Linked DNA regions of Sus scrofa: regions 1 and 3 are each linked to region 2. A link is a contact called in public Hi-C data. All regions are on one chromosome and are shown on one strand. Each heading gives the region's core, a stretch centred on a gene start, on an enhancer-like site or on the middle of the called end of the contact. The rest is flanking DNA. Distances are from core to core; before and after follow the strand shown. Region 1 overlaps COPZ1 (coatomer subunit zeta-1). Region 2 has its middle 16 kb from the start of ATP5G2. Region 3 holds the start of SMUG1 (single-strand selective monofunctional uracil DNA glycosylase).

Region 1 (3,654 bases), core at 918-3,417, 650 kb before region 2:
CCCAGGTTAGGGGGAGAATCAGAGCTTTAGCTGCTGACCTAGCCACAGCCACAGCAACGCAGGGATCCAAGCCAAGTCTGTGACCTACACCTCAGCTCACGGCAATGCTGGATTCTTAACCCACTGAGCCGGGCCAGAGATCGAACCCACAACCTCATGGATACTAGTCGGGTTTGTTACCGCTGAGCCACAATGAGAACTTCCTAGGCTTCCCTTTAGGTGTATGGTTTGGGTCAGTCTGAAGGCAAAGCCGAGGGGCATGTACTGAGTCCAGTTGAGACACAGATCCAGAGACGAGATCTGGAGTCCCAGTCAGAGAAACGAGGGTGCGATCATCCACCAGGCAGCCACAATTCTGAGCTCTCTTGCCTACCTGGGAAGAGCTCTGAGACCTCTTTCTCCTCTGCAGACAGTTCCCTCCCCACTCCCCTCCTCCTCCCCAACCCCTCCCCACCCCACCAGTGAGAATGACATCAGCGCTGGCTGCCACCGTGCTCAGCCCTGCTGATGTACTCTCCCATGGGTGAAACAGAGGCCAGTCACCTCTGCCCCATTCATTCTCCAGTCCTCCAGTCTGGGAGCTGGGGCTCACACCAGCCAGCACCCTGGGGTGGGAGTGGGAGGAGGCTGTACCAGGAAGGCCTCTGCAGGACATGGTGGAAAAAAAAAAAAAACGGGAAGGGCATTGACACCGGGGGGAGGGAGAGGAACTGGAGGGGGCCACTGAGGAAGAGGGGCTGCAGCACTAAATCACCCTGTGGGGGGGCTCCCTGTGCCTGAGCTCAGTGGGGTGGGGAAAGGATAGACATTTGGAGAGGGGGAGAGAAGAATGGGGAATCGCCACATCTGGCAGGCAGGTGTCTGGCACTATTCAGACTGTAGTCACTTTCCCAGCCAAAGGGGAAGAAGGGGGAGAGGGAAGGAGGGGCTTCCCAGGGTCCCTGGGGGAAGAGGGAAAGGCTCACAGAGACAGAGGCCTGGCCCAGAATCAGACAGAAAGAGACCAGGGGAAGGAGACAATCAGTCCCTGGTCCCCAGCCTCCTTTTTCACTCAGTGCTGGGGATGGCTTTGTTGGATAGGCCAGGGCACCTAATGGGAAATAGAGGAAGCAGGAAACGTTCAAACCAGGCCAGGTTGAGGAAACAAGCTCAGAGAATCCCAAGTTTGAGAACCGGACAGAAGCCCGTTCCCCACATCATCACTGATCAAGCAGCCCTCGAATGGAATCTCACACCGACAGGGACTCACCCCCATCCCCTCCACACACACACCAGGGTCCATGCTGGGTGATGACTAGGAAAATTAGGATGGTAATCTTTTTTTTTTGGTCTTTTTGTCTTTTCTAGGGCCGCACCCACAGCATATGGAGGTTCCCAGGCTAGGGGTCTAGTTGGAGCTGTTGCTGCCGGCCACAGCCACAGCCACATCAACACCAGATACGAGCCGCATCTGCAACCTACATCACAGCTCACAGCAACCCCGGATCCTCAACCCACTGAGCAAGGTCAGGGATCGAACCCACAACCTCATGGTTCCTAGTTGGATTCGTTAACCACTGAGCCACGATGGGAACTCCCAGGGCGGTAATCTTAATGACTGGACAATGCTTTTCCCGTGGGTCAGCTGGGCAAGCACAAAAATACCTAGCCCTCATCCAGCCCCCTGTACCCCAACTTTCAGTGCAGGACTGCAGGGTGCTATATCCAAGCATTTTTCTTTTTTACTATCTGCTAAGGGGAACCCTGGGCCCAGGTGCCCCAGAGCTGCTGAGCTGAATTGCTAGGCTCTCAAAGAACAGGCAAGACTGGGCAACTCTAGGTTTCGAGTCTTGATGCTAGAGACATTCTTCCTCCTGCGGTTACCTTCCTTCCCTCGTCCTTTCCTATCTGCGGTGCTAATGCAGTCTCTCTTGCCTAACCCTGGAATTACAGGCCCATCTCCTGGGCAGTAGAGGTGACAGCGGAGACCCTTCAAATGGCAGTGCAGAGAAGGGCTCCCCACACTGCCCCCCTCCTTAAAATCCTGCAGAGGAAGGGGGAAAGAAAACCAAAGCATTCTCCTGTCGCCGAGGCAACCATAAAAACCCCCAGCTAAATCCATCTTGTGAGCTCACCGCCCCATTAAGATGCAGGGCCAGGCTCTGCGCCAGCCCAGCCACATTCATTTGTGCGAATAAAGGTGGAGGAGGGGGAGGGGAGCAGGCTCTGGAGGGACGGGGAAATGGCGAGGAGAGGTTATTTACACCACCGTCCTGACCTTCTGGAGCAGCGCTGGCTCCGATAAATAACCCGCTCAGCGCCGTTTCAGAGCGGGAGTGGGAGGTGCAGGAAGGGAGCCGGGGCTGCAGGCGAGCCCCCACGCAGGTGCGCGTCTCCGGGTTACTAATGGCTGAGGCGGGAGCAGGCAGCTGGCTTTGGGGGTGGTGGGGGAGAACTCAGTTCCCTGGGACTCCCACTGAGAAAATACCATCCCCACCCCACCCCTGGCGCCAATTTCCAGGCGAGTGGACGGAGAGATGCCAAGGAGGCAAACAGCCTTGTAAATTAGGGATGGGGGGGCGGGGGAGGGGAGATGCTGGGGAGTCTCTGAGGTAGGAGAGAAGAAATATTATAAGATGGGGAGCGCGGGGTGGGGGGGGAGGCTAGAGGAATAGGAGCAGCTGCCAAAAAGAGAGGAAGAGGAACAGAAACATCACACAAAGGCAGTTTGGAAAAAAAAATGTTTTATTCCTTTTTGCACAGAGCAGTACCTGAAGGTGGCCATCATCCTGACTCCATACATCTCTTACACAAAAACGCCCCCCTCAAGGATGCCCAGTTATCTGCCCCCACTTCAGTCTTGGAGAACTGGCAGTGAGTGAGTGGGGCAGAATGCTAAGTCTCAGGAAGGTTTTTTGAGACATTTTTGTGGGAAGTTTTGAGACCCAACAGTGGTGTTCCATCCTCCATCTTCCTGGGAAAATCCAAATCCCAAAGGTTTTCGGAAGAAAGGTACCTCTCTCAGCGACCAAGGCTGGGGAAGCGCCCAGACCTACTGCCTGGATGTAAGACTGAGGCAGAGAGAGGACAGAGTTAAGCGGCAGAGATCGCAGCCCCAAGACAGACGGAGGGAAATGCATTGTGAGGGAGAGAAGGGGACTGAGAGAACCCAGAGGCCCAAGTCATAAATTCCACTCTGTCCCCCAGTTCTGAGCAGATACTCTTCTTCCCAAGACCAGAATGGAGTTTTGATTCAGGGACTGGCCTTGCTCCAGGGCACAGAGAGAACGAGCCAGGCAAAGATCCCACGGGTGGTGAAGGTAGTGAGTTAAGCTATTCGGACCAAGAGATGGACACTCCCACAAGGAGCACTCACAAACCACAGCAGTTTGAAGCTATAAGCTAGGATCAGAGTAAAAAACTGCAGCTGTGTCTGAAAAACAGAATTTTATAAGCCCTCTCCAATAAAACTTAAATCACCGCTTCTTCCCCTCTGTCTTTTGCCTATGAGCTGTTCCCAATCTTTCTTCCCAGGCTGGAGGACTGGGCAGTAAGAGGGACCCGATGTGCCTCTCCCCACCCCCACTCTTTCTATGGAAAAGAATTCTCTCTCCCTCCCCTCGTTGGACATATGGGCTGCTGAGACGAAGGCCGCGTAAAGGCAAAGGGAGGAAA
Region 2 (3,633 bases), core at 867-3,366:
AGAGACTTCTCTCTCTGTCCTCTCCTACTCTACTCTGATATCTCTAGCCAGGGCACTTAGCCAAGAATTTCTGACTTTTTTCCCATGTGGATAACCCTGGAAAGCTCCAAATGGTGTGTAGGCCAGGAAGAGAAGAGCAGAAGAAAGGCAGGAATACTCCCCCTTTCTCCAACCCAAGTCTGCCCAGATCTCCAAGCACCATTTGGACAGGACTCCGGGCTCCCACCACTCGGGGACAGGAAGAGCTGGCAGGAGAAAGCTGAGGCACATCGTCTGCATTGGGCCTCTCACCCCATGATCTGCGTCCCAGGGAGGGTGAGGATTTGGCGTGAAGGGCAGAGCGGCTGGGGGATCTCTGGCCCCCGCCTTCCCCCGCCCCCAACCCCAACTCAGGCTGCAGTCTCTCCTCGTTGTAGCAGAGCGAGAGCAAAGGGACGGGCAGTAAAGATGAGTGATGGCGCGGAGACAAGCAGAAATACACCATCATGAAAATGCTAATGACTCCTTGCTCTCTTTCTTTATGGTTGGAGTAATACAGACTTCAATCATAAAAACAATCTCCCAACATTTTAATGGGCTCCATCATGCCCGCACTTGTCGGTATATTTGAAGAATAAATCACCCTCCCCGCTCGGAATGAATTCGCTGTCAAACTCGGCTCCCTCGGAGAAAATGGATGGGGAGCGAGGATGGAGGGGTTTTTTTGGGGGGGAGGGAGGAGTCCTCTCTCCCTCTAACTCCCTTCTAAACTGGGCTTTAGATCGTGGAGCGAGATGCCTGGATCCTGAGTGGGAGGAGGGGAGCAGTCGGGAATTGGTGGAGCTGAGCCAGAAGAGAGGGTTTGAGGCCACAAGGGGCAGGGACTGAGGGACTCCACACGTAAAGAAGCCGCACCTTGGACAGACGTGGAAGAGAGAGAGGGGCAAGAACTGTCGTGGCATTTGACGGAAGGGACAAAATCGTGACTTTGAAAGAGAAGGCCAAGAAGATGCAATAAGCGTACAAACCCGCCTTATTTTGTGTTATTTGGTCGAATTTCTGTCAGACTAGGCCTCAGAGGGAAAAGTTTGAGACATCTCTTTGAAGAAAGAGGAGGCAAAGAGGGCAAGAAACAAGCCCAGGAGTTGCGGCTCTGAGCTTGCAGGTTTCAGCGCCATGAGCTACAGGTCCACGTTGCTGAAGGGGCTGAGAGTCCCTTGGAAATTCTCATTTCCATACAGGTGGCCGTCAGCCAATGAAAACTTGGGATGCGCACACTGCGAGCAGCCAATCCCAGTTAAGGATGAGCCAAGCTGCCAGGCCTAATTGCATCTTGATTGGTTGTGATGTTGCTAGGCAGAAATGGGGACCTGGAGATTGATGCGGGCAAGACCGAAGAGACAGGTGGATATGAAAAGATCTGGAAACCTAGATTCCTGGATTGACATTTTTCTTCCTGTGCTCCTTCAGTCTTAAAGGATTAATGGGGTCAGGGAAATGACTCTCCTTTTTCTCCTCCACCGTGGGACAGAGCCAAATACTTTTCATGTCTTTTCCCCAAAATACCCTCGGAGAAGTCTGGCTCCTTCGAAGGTCTTCTAAAACAAAAACTCCCCAGGAGATATTCCACCCTCACGCTCTGTTTTCCCACTAAGGCGGTCCTTTCTGGGGCCTGCCTTCAAGCCTCCCGACTGTCGTTTAAGGTCAATTTTCTCTAACTGCTCAGAAATCGGAGAAAAATCTTGCCTCCATGTTCTTCTTTCATACCGCAAGTCTCAAAGAGCAAGAGATTTCCCTGCCTTCTAGACACTCCATCACGACCCAAGGGTGCCCCACAAACGCGGCGACGGGTCAAAGCGGCCATAACCTTTCCCCAAAGGGCTGTATGGTAGCGTTCCCAACCCCGAAGCTTCAGCGCCTTCATTTGCATCTCATTTGCATAAACCCCGTTCCCGCAGCGCCCCCTTCCAAGCCAAACTACGGGCCTCTGCCCAGCCTCGGCCCTTCTCCCCGCCACCCTGCATCAGCAGTCCCTCTCCCGGTGCCTGACTCGCCCCCCCTCGCCCTAACCCTCTCTGCAGCCCGCTCGCCCCCACCCCAGCGCACCCCCGCCAGCAGCCTCCGCTGCTGGAGACAGGGCGCCGGAGCTTCCCGCGGCTCCTGAGTCACAGCCTCCCGGGAGGCAGGAGGGGGCGGTGGGGAGAGAGGCGGGGGCTGCCGCCGGGAGCTGCGAACACGCTGGTCTGAACTAGACCGTCCGCGAACAATATGCCACCATTTAAATCTGAACGCGCGCCAGCCGCCGATTGTGATGTTAATTCGGGGATGATTTAGGGGGGCGGGACGGAGGGGGGGCCGCTGGCCGCCTCTCTGTCAAAGTGCTGTCCGGGGGCTTAATATTTGTAATTGAAGCTGATGAGGACTCCGTCTCTGTTTCCACTGATAAAAAAAGGCAGGGAGGGAAAAAGAGCAACTAAATTATGGGGCCGGGAGAAAAACATGATTAATCAAAGGTTTGAACTGTCGCCGTGTTCGAGGCCCAGTAAATCTCGCCCGGCCGGGGCCTGTGGAGGCCGGAGGATAAATCTGAGCCGCCCGTTGTTTGCCGCCCCTTTCTGTTTGCCTCTCGGTTAGCACGTCAATTAATTCGATAATTGGATTTGAAGAGATGTCAGGAGATTACTGAGGGGGAGCTGGGAGCAGTGGGTGTGCAGGAAGGGGCCCGGGGATGGCAGGAGAGGAGAGCGCGCGGGGTCAGGTGTGAAGGGACCAGGAGGGCGGGTCCTGCCCAGGGGACACTCACCCAGCTCGCGAGGAGGAGACCCCGGCAAGGGGAGAGGGGCGGCTGGGCTGTGCGTTCCCGTCGGCTGCGGTTCCCAGCCCCCCTCCCCACACACCCGTCCCTCTAAGAAGCTTTCCTATATTTTCTCGGTTCTGCCCTGGTGCCATCACCCCTTTCCCAGTTCTGTTCTCCATTTGATGGGTGTCCCTGTGTGAATTCATTTGTAACTCTTATGCTGGTTTGTAAACTAAGTTAACGATTCCTTGGGTCCCTCTTCTGGTTCACTCTATCTGACCCAGAGATCCCCCTTCGCAGAGACGGGGGTTCCCAGAAAGGCAGGTGCCAAGACTTCCTTTTGAATCCCTACCCACAGTGGCCAGAACAGGATTTTTTATCCTCACCAAATATTCCTCCTCTCCCCCCATCCCCGTCCTCCCCACTCCCCAACACACACTTAGAATTAATGACCTACAATCAAAGCTACATTCTGCTTAAGGAAAATACATTTACCAACACATCACATACGCATGAAGACTGACCCTAAACTTACAGAAGCAGATGCTTCCAAAATTTAGCCCTTCAGTAGCCTCAGATGGCTCCCCTAAAAGCATGGACTCATCTCCCAGAAGGGAAGTGATATTTTCTCCCTCTCCCTCCCTCTCTCTCTCTCTCTCTCTCTCTCTCTCTCTCTCTCTCTCTCTCTCCCCCCCTCTCTTTTAGGTTTGGGTTTGGGGAGTGATCTTGGTTTGACATTTAGGGGATACAGTAAGATCAGAAGAGAGATGAAGTCTGTGTGTGTGTGTGTGTGTGTGTGTGTGTGTGTGTGTGTGTGTGAGACAGAGAGAGATTGGGAGAGGAAGGAAAAGAGAGAA
Region 3 (4,020 bases), core at 47-2,546, 520 kb before region 2:
GTGGGCAGGAAGCCCCAGAGACCCTGACTGACAGGCAGACAGACAGAGACCGTCTCATGGGTCCGCTCAGGACACGCCAACCAGCGCCTCTGTTGGCTTCCTCTTGCCTGTCTGCCTGTCTCTGGCGGATGGTCCCTTTGTCTGTCTAGCTCTTTGTTTGTTTGTCTCTTTGTTTGCCTGTCTCTCTCCCAGCTCCCCCCGCCCCCCTTTCCCCTCTGCTGTCTGTCTCTTGGTCTAGACCTCTCTATCTGTTGCTGGCCTCTGCCTTCTTCATCTCCATGAACTGCTCACTGGGATCGTGGGACCCCGGGGTCCTTGCCTCCTGGTTTCGGACAGGTTCACTCCTCCTCCTGAATTTGGGTCTCAGTTTCCTCCTTTCTAAGGGGCCCCACCCTCTGCCTCTTACTGTGTTTATAAGACTCAGGGGTGTGGGCTGGTGACTGTATTTCTCATGGCTCAGGCATCAGAACAAAGGGTTTAATTCATCTGAGAGGTGATACTGCTGTTCCACCTCCTAAGGACAAAGCAGGAAGAAAATGACTGCAGCATGAGGCACAGGAGTTAGACATTCAGAGGGACTTCCCAGTAGGTAGGAACGGGGGCTATTAGGACAGGTCAGCCTAGAGAGATTAAATAACTGCCATCATAATCTTTTGTAGAGGAGTCCCACCGGGGGAGGGGAGGTTTGGACCACATGACCTTCCCTGGTCTGTGCCGTCTAAGAAAATGTCTTTTGATGTGAAGTAAGAGGAACTTGCTTGAGGAGGGTAGGATACCAGCCTCTGCCATCACCTACCCTAGGTCCCACCCGCACAAGCTCCCAGGTGGCAGGGGAGAGGGCCCGGGGCGGGGGGGAAGAAGGTAGAGGAAGTGCTATCTATCTCCTCTCCTCCACCCGGTTTCCCCACCATCTTCCCAAGCTCAGGACCACCCTGCCCCCGCCCCCCAACAATCCATGAGAGATGGCTGCTGGGGACGGAGTGATGTATGTAATGCAGATAAAATGTCAGCAATTCTAAATGGGTCCGGAGATGCAGCCATGGGGGGGGGGTGGAGGGAGAGAGGGCGGAGCAGGGGGGAGAGAGGAAGGGAAAATGAGATGTGGGACCTCACCAGGACGGCAGCAGGGGCAGACACCCCCTCCTCCCAGCAAAGGCCAGAGGAGGGGTGGGCCCAGGCGGCAGGAGCCCAAATGAGATTTTGAAGAGGGAGCTGGAGGGTGGGGGGTGGCGGAGCGGAGGAGGCGGGCGGGGGCAGTGGGGCCGGAGCTGCTGATGTATAGCGGTTTCATAACTTCCTCAGTATTAAAGGCAGGTTCATGGGGAGGGCAGCGCCATTAATCACCAGGCTGAATGGGGCTGGGATTTGCTGAGAGGCGCGCTTGCTGTCTGCTGTGCCCGCCCGGCTCAGGGTGGGAGGGGGCAGGCCGGGATGCCCCTCCTGAACTGAGGGGTAAGACCCCAGGAATCTGTTTTGGGTGTTGGGAAAGTGGGTCCTTGTAGAGGAAGTGGAGGGGGTGGCGCTGGGGAACCTGGCAGGAAGGAGGAGGAGAAGGGTGAGGAGGACTGTGACAGGGGCTGGGGGAAGAGAGGCAGGGGCTGCGGGGAATGATGAGGGGCAGTGGCTGTGGGGACCCTGGAGGAGAAAAACTGGGGAGGGAGGATTGTGCATTTGAACATGAAATTGATCACATGTAAATATAATGCAAATGACATGCAAATGAGCCCGGGATTTCTCAGAGTCCATAGCTTAGGCATTTTCTTCCTTGGGCTGAGAATTGGGGCCAATTTGCATCCGGTTCATGCCCAGTGCCTTGATTCTTTATTATTAATATTTTCAGAGGGAGAACACAGGCCTCACTTGTTAAGGAGGAGAGGGAGCCAATGCGGGGCTGGTCCTCTGGTCACCCTGGGAAAGGGCGAGGCCCTCCCCTCCCCCCACCCACGGTAGCATCAGGAAAATTGACATGCCTGAGTGACAGTGAGGGGGCTGAGTGATAGGACTCCTGGGCTGCACGCCTGAATTGATGGGGGTCTGGGAGGCAGAGGCTCAGCAGTGAGGCAGAAAGATGGAGAGAGAGAGACAGACCTCCACAGCTCAGAGACAGATAAGCAGATACGATGAGGGTGGCTCCCTGGGCCCGCAAGGTAGCCGTTGTCATCCTCTCTTCCAGGTGAAGAACGAGATGACCAGCCCCAGGTTCAGAGAGGTGATGATCATCCTAAGGTCACGCCGCTGGTAAGTGCCAGACCCTCAGCTCCGAGTGCCCTTGAAGGTTCAGCGATGCTTTCAATCCACCGTAAGAACATCTCCGAACGAGATAAAAACAGGGAGCAGATATCCGTGTTTTCAACAGGGATTTATTGAGCACCTAGCAGGTACAAAGCAGAGGGCCTGTGTTCAGGAGAGAGAAGGCTGAGTGTTGGTCTCTCAAAATTCACAGCAGGGGCTGTAAGACATTTCAGCAATAAGTGAAACTCGCCAGGGAGGTTCGTGCAAAGGGCGGATCAGGGAAGGCGTCGCAGGGGAGGTGGCATTTGCTGTGGGCCTTGGGGAGCGGGCAGAATGTGTATTCAGTGGTGGAGATGGGAAGGGAAGAATGTTCCAGGCGAGGGGGGCAAGATGGGCAAAGGCAGCAGAGGAACAGAGTGTGTGCAGGCGTGTGAGGGAGATCAAGCTGCGATGGTAAGGGAAGTGGGGGGTAGGACCTGCGGGGGGGCAGCAGCCCATGTAGATGTCACTTGGAGGTCAGCCAGAAGTGGGGGGGGGGGCTACATCACTCAGTCAATCATTGATTCAGCAGGTAGATATTTATTGCACATGAACCACACGCCAGGGCTGCCCTGGTGGCTTGGGATGCGAAGATCAGCAGTGGTCCCTCCTTTGAGAAGTTCAGCCAGTGGCAGTGTCCTCCTTAGCAACAGGGCTGCGGAGCGTGTCCCTCACGGTGTTAGTGTGAGGATGAGACAGGAGAACGCACGGGAAGGAAGTCCTTAGGGCGCTGTCTCGTGTAGAAGGAGCACTCGGTAAAGGTTCTTGTCATCAACTTCACTGGTCTGAAAGGTATGGGTTGGTGGCCAGAGGCAGGGAGAGGGGTCAGCATTCTGCTGGAAAATTTGGGGAGAGATGGAGTGGGCCAGTGTGGGTGGGAAGGAGGGGGTGGGTAGAAGGCTGCAGGGACAAGAGAAGGCAAATGACAGTGCCAGAGGTAGGGGCAGGTGGAGCGTGTGCTCTGGGAGCATGGCAGGGGGATGAGCAGGGCTGGGAGAACTTCTCCTTGGCCAAGTTCCTGCACCGTGGCTGGTTTGCTGGGAGGGCAGGGCAGGGTCTGGGAGGTGAGTGGGCTGGAAGCTGGGGTTCTCGGGTCCTCTGCCCACGTGGCTACTCAGCCCCTCTTCCAGACTTAACCTGACTCCTCTTCTCAGTGGCTTAGTTCAACTCAACCTGTGGGAGACGGGCCTCCCCCTCTGCCCAAAGTGGAACTTCCATCCTCCTGCTGCAGGGCCCGGTGAGCAGACGGATCCCCTTGGCTGTCTGTCTGTCTGAGGTCTGGGTGGCCCCCTGGGGATAATTGCTCTGGACAACTCTAACGCCACTCAGACAGATTGTCCAGCCTTCTGGCCCCGACATCTCCCACCACTGCATCAAGCCCAATTACTCAGCTCCCCCCCAGCCCCAGGCTCTGGCAAAATCCGATTAGCGAGGAGAGCGCTGCGCAGAGCTGACAGCTCCTCCGATAATTGCTTCCCAAGTAAGCGATGCAAATCAGCCCATCTAGCCAGTCCCTGCTCTGTCTCCTGGGGACCCAGGCGTCCAGGCCTCAGGAGAGGGAGAACACCCGAGCTGGAGAGACGTTGGAAGTTGTCACCTGCCTCCAGCTAAGAGCCATCAATCCATAGAGCTAGTCTGTGCTGCTGTGGGGCTGAGGTGGGGTGGTGGGGCAGTGAGGCTGGGCTAGGGAGCCTGCTGGCTCTGCATTTCTGCCTTAACTGAGGCGATATCCCTTGGCCCCTCTGTGTG

The links. Hi-C and Micro-C count contacts between places; a contact is called where the count stands out from the background.
Region 1: a Hi-C map of epiblast stem cells shows a contact between it and region 2, with 2.3 times the contacts expected there. The contact joins two enhancer-like sites. A contact is called at or near these places in 2 of 47 Hi-C or Micro-C datasets (embryonic fibroblasts and epiblast stem cells).
Region 3: a contact with region 2 is called in a Hi-C map of epiblast stem cells, with 3 times the contacts expected there. The contact joins the promoter of SMUG1 here to the enhancer-like site in region 2. A contact is called at or near these places in 5 of 47 Hi-C or Micro-C datasets (embryonic fibroblasts, epiblast stem cells, fetal skeletal muscle and 2 more).

Annotation. Positions count from the first base shown.
Region 1 is chr5:19,541,429-19,545,082 of Sscrofa11.1, reverse strand. COPZ1 (coatomer subunit zeta-1) reads right to left here. Exons shown (of 9, transcript XM_001927549.5): 9 at 2,710-3,654. Among named protein-coding and RNA genes, the nearest start is that of GPR84, 11 kb to the left of the region's middle. Within about 2 kb of position 2,167, at least 18 of the 83 cell types and tissues checked have an H3K27ac peak or open chromatin away from gene starts, as enhancers often do. A contact at or near this core is called in epiblast stem cells, where this site is marked.
Region 2 is chr5:18,894,539-18,898,171 of Sscrofa11.1, reverse strand. No RefSeq gene overlaps it. Among named protein-coding and RNA genes, the nearest start is that of ATP5G2, 16 kb to the right of the region's middle. Within about 2 kb of position 2,116, at least 34 of the 83 cell types and tissues checked have an H3K27ac peak or open chromatin away from gene starts, as enhancers often do. A contact at or near this core is called in epiblast stem cells, where this site is marked.
Region 3 is chr5:19,409,932-19,413,951 of Sscrofa11.1, reverse strand. SMUG1 (single-strand selective monofunctional uracil DNA glycosylase) reads left to right here and starts at 1,296. Exons shown (of 6, transcript XM_021091738.1): 1 at 1,296-1,452; 2 at 2,174-2,238. The coding sequence starts at 1,353.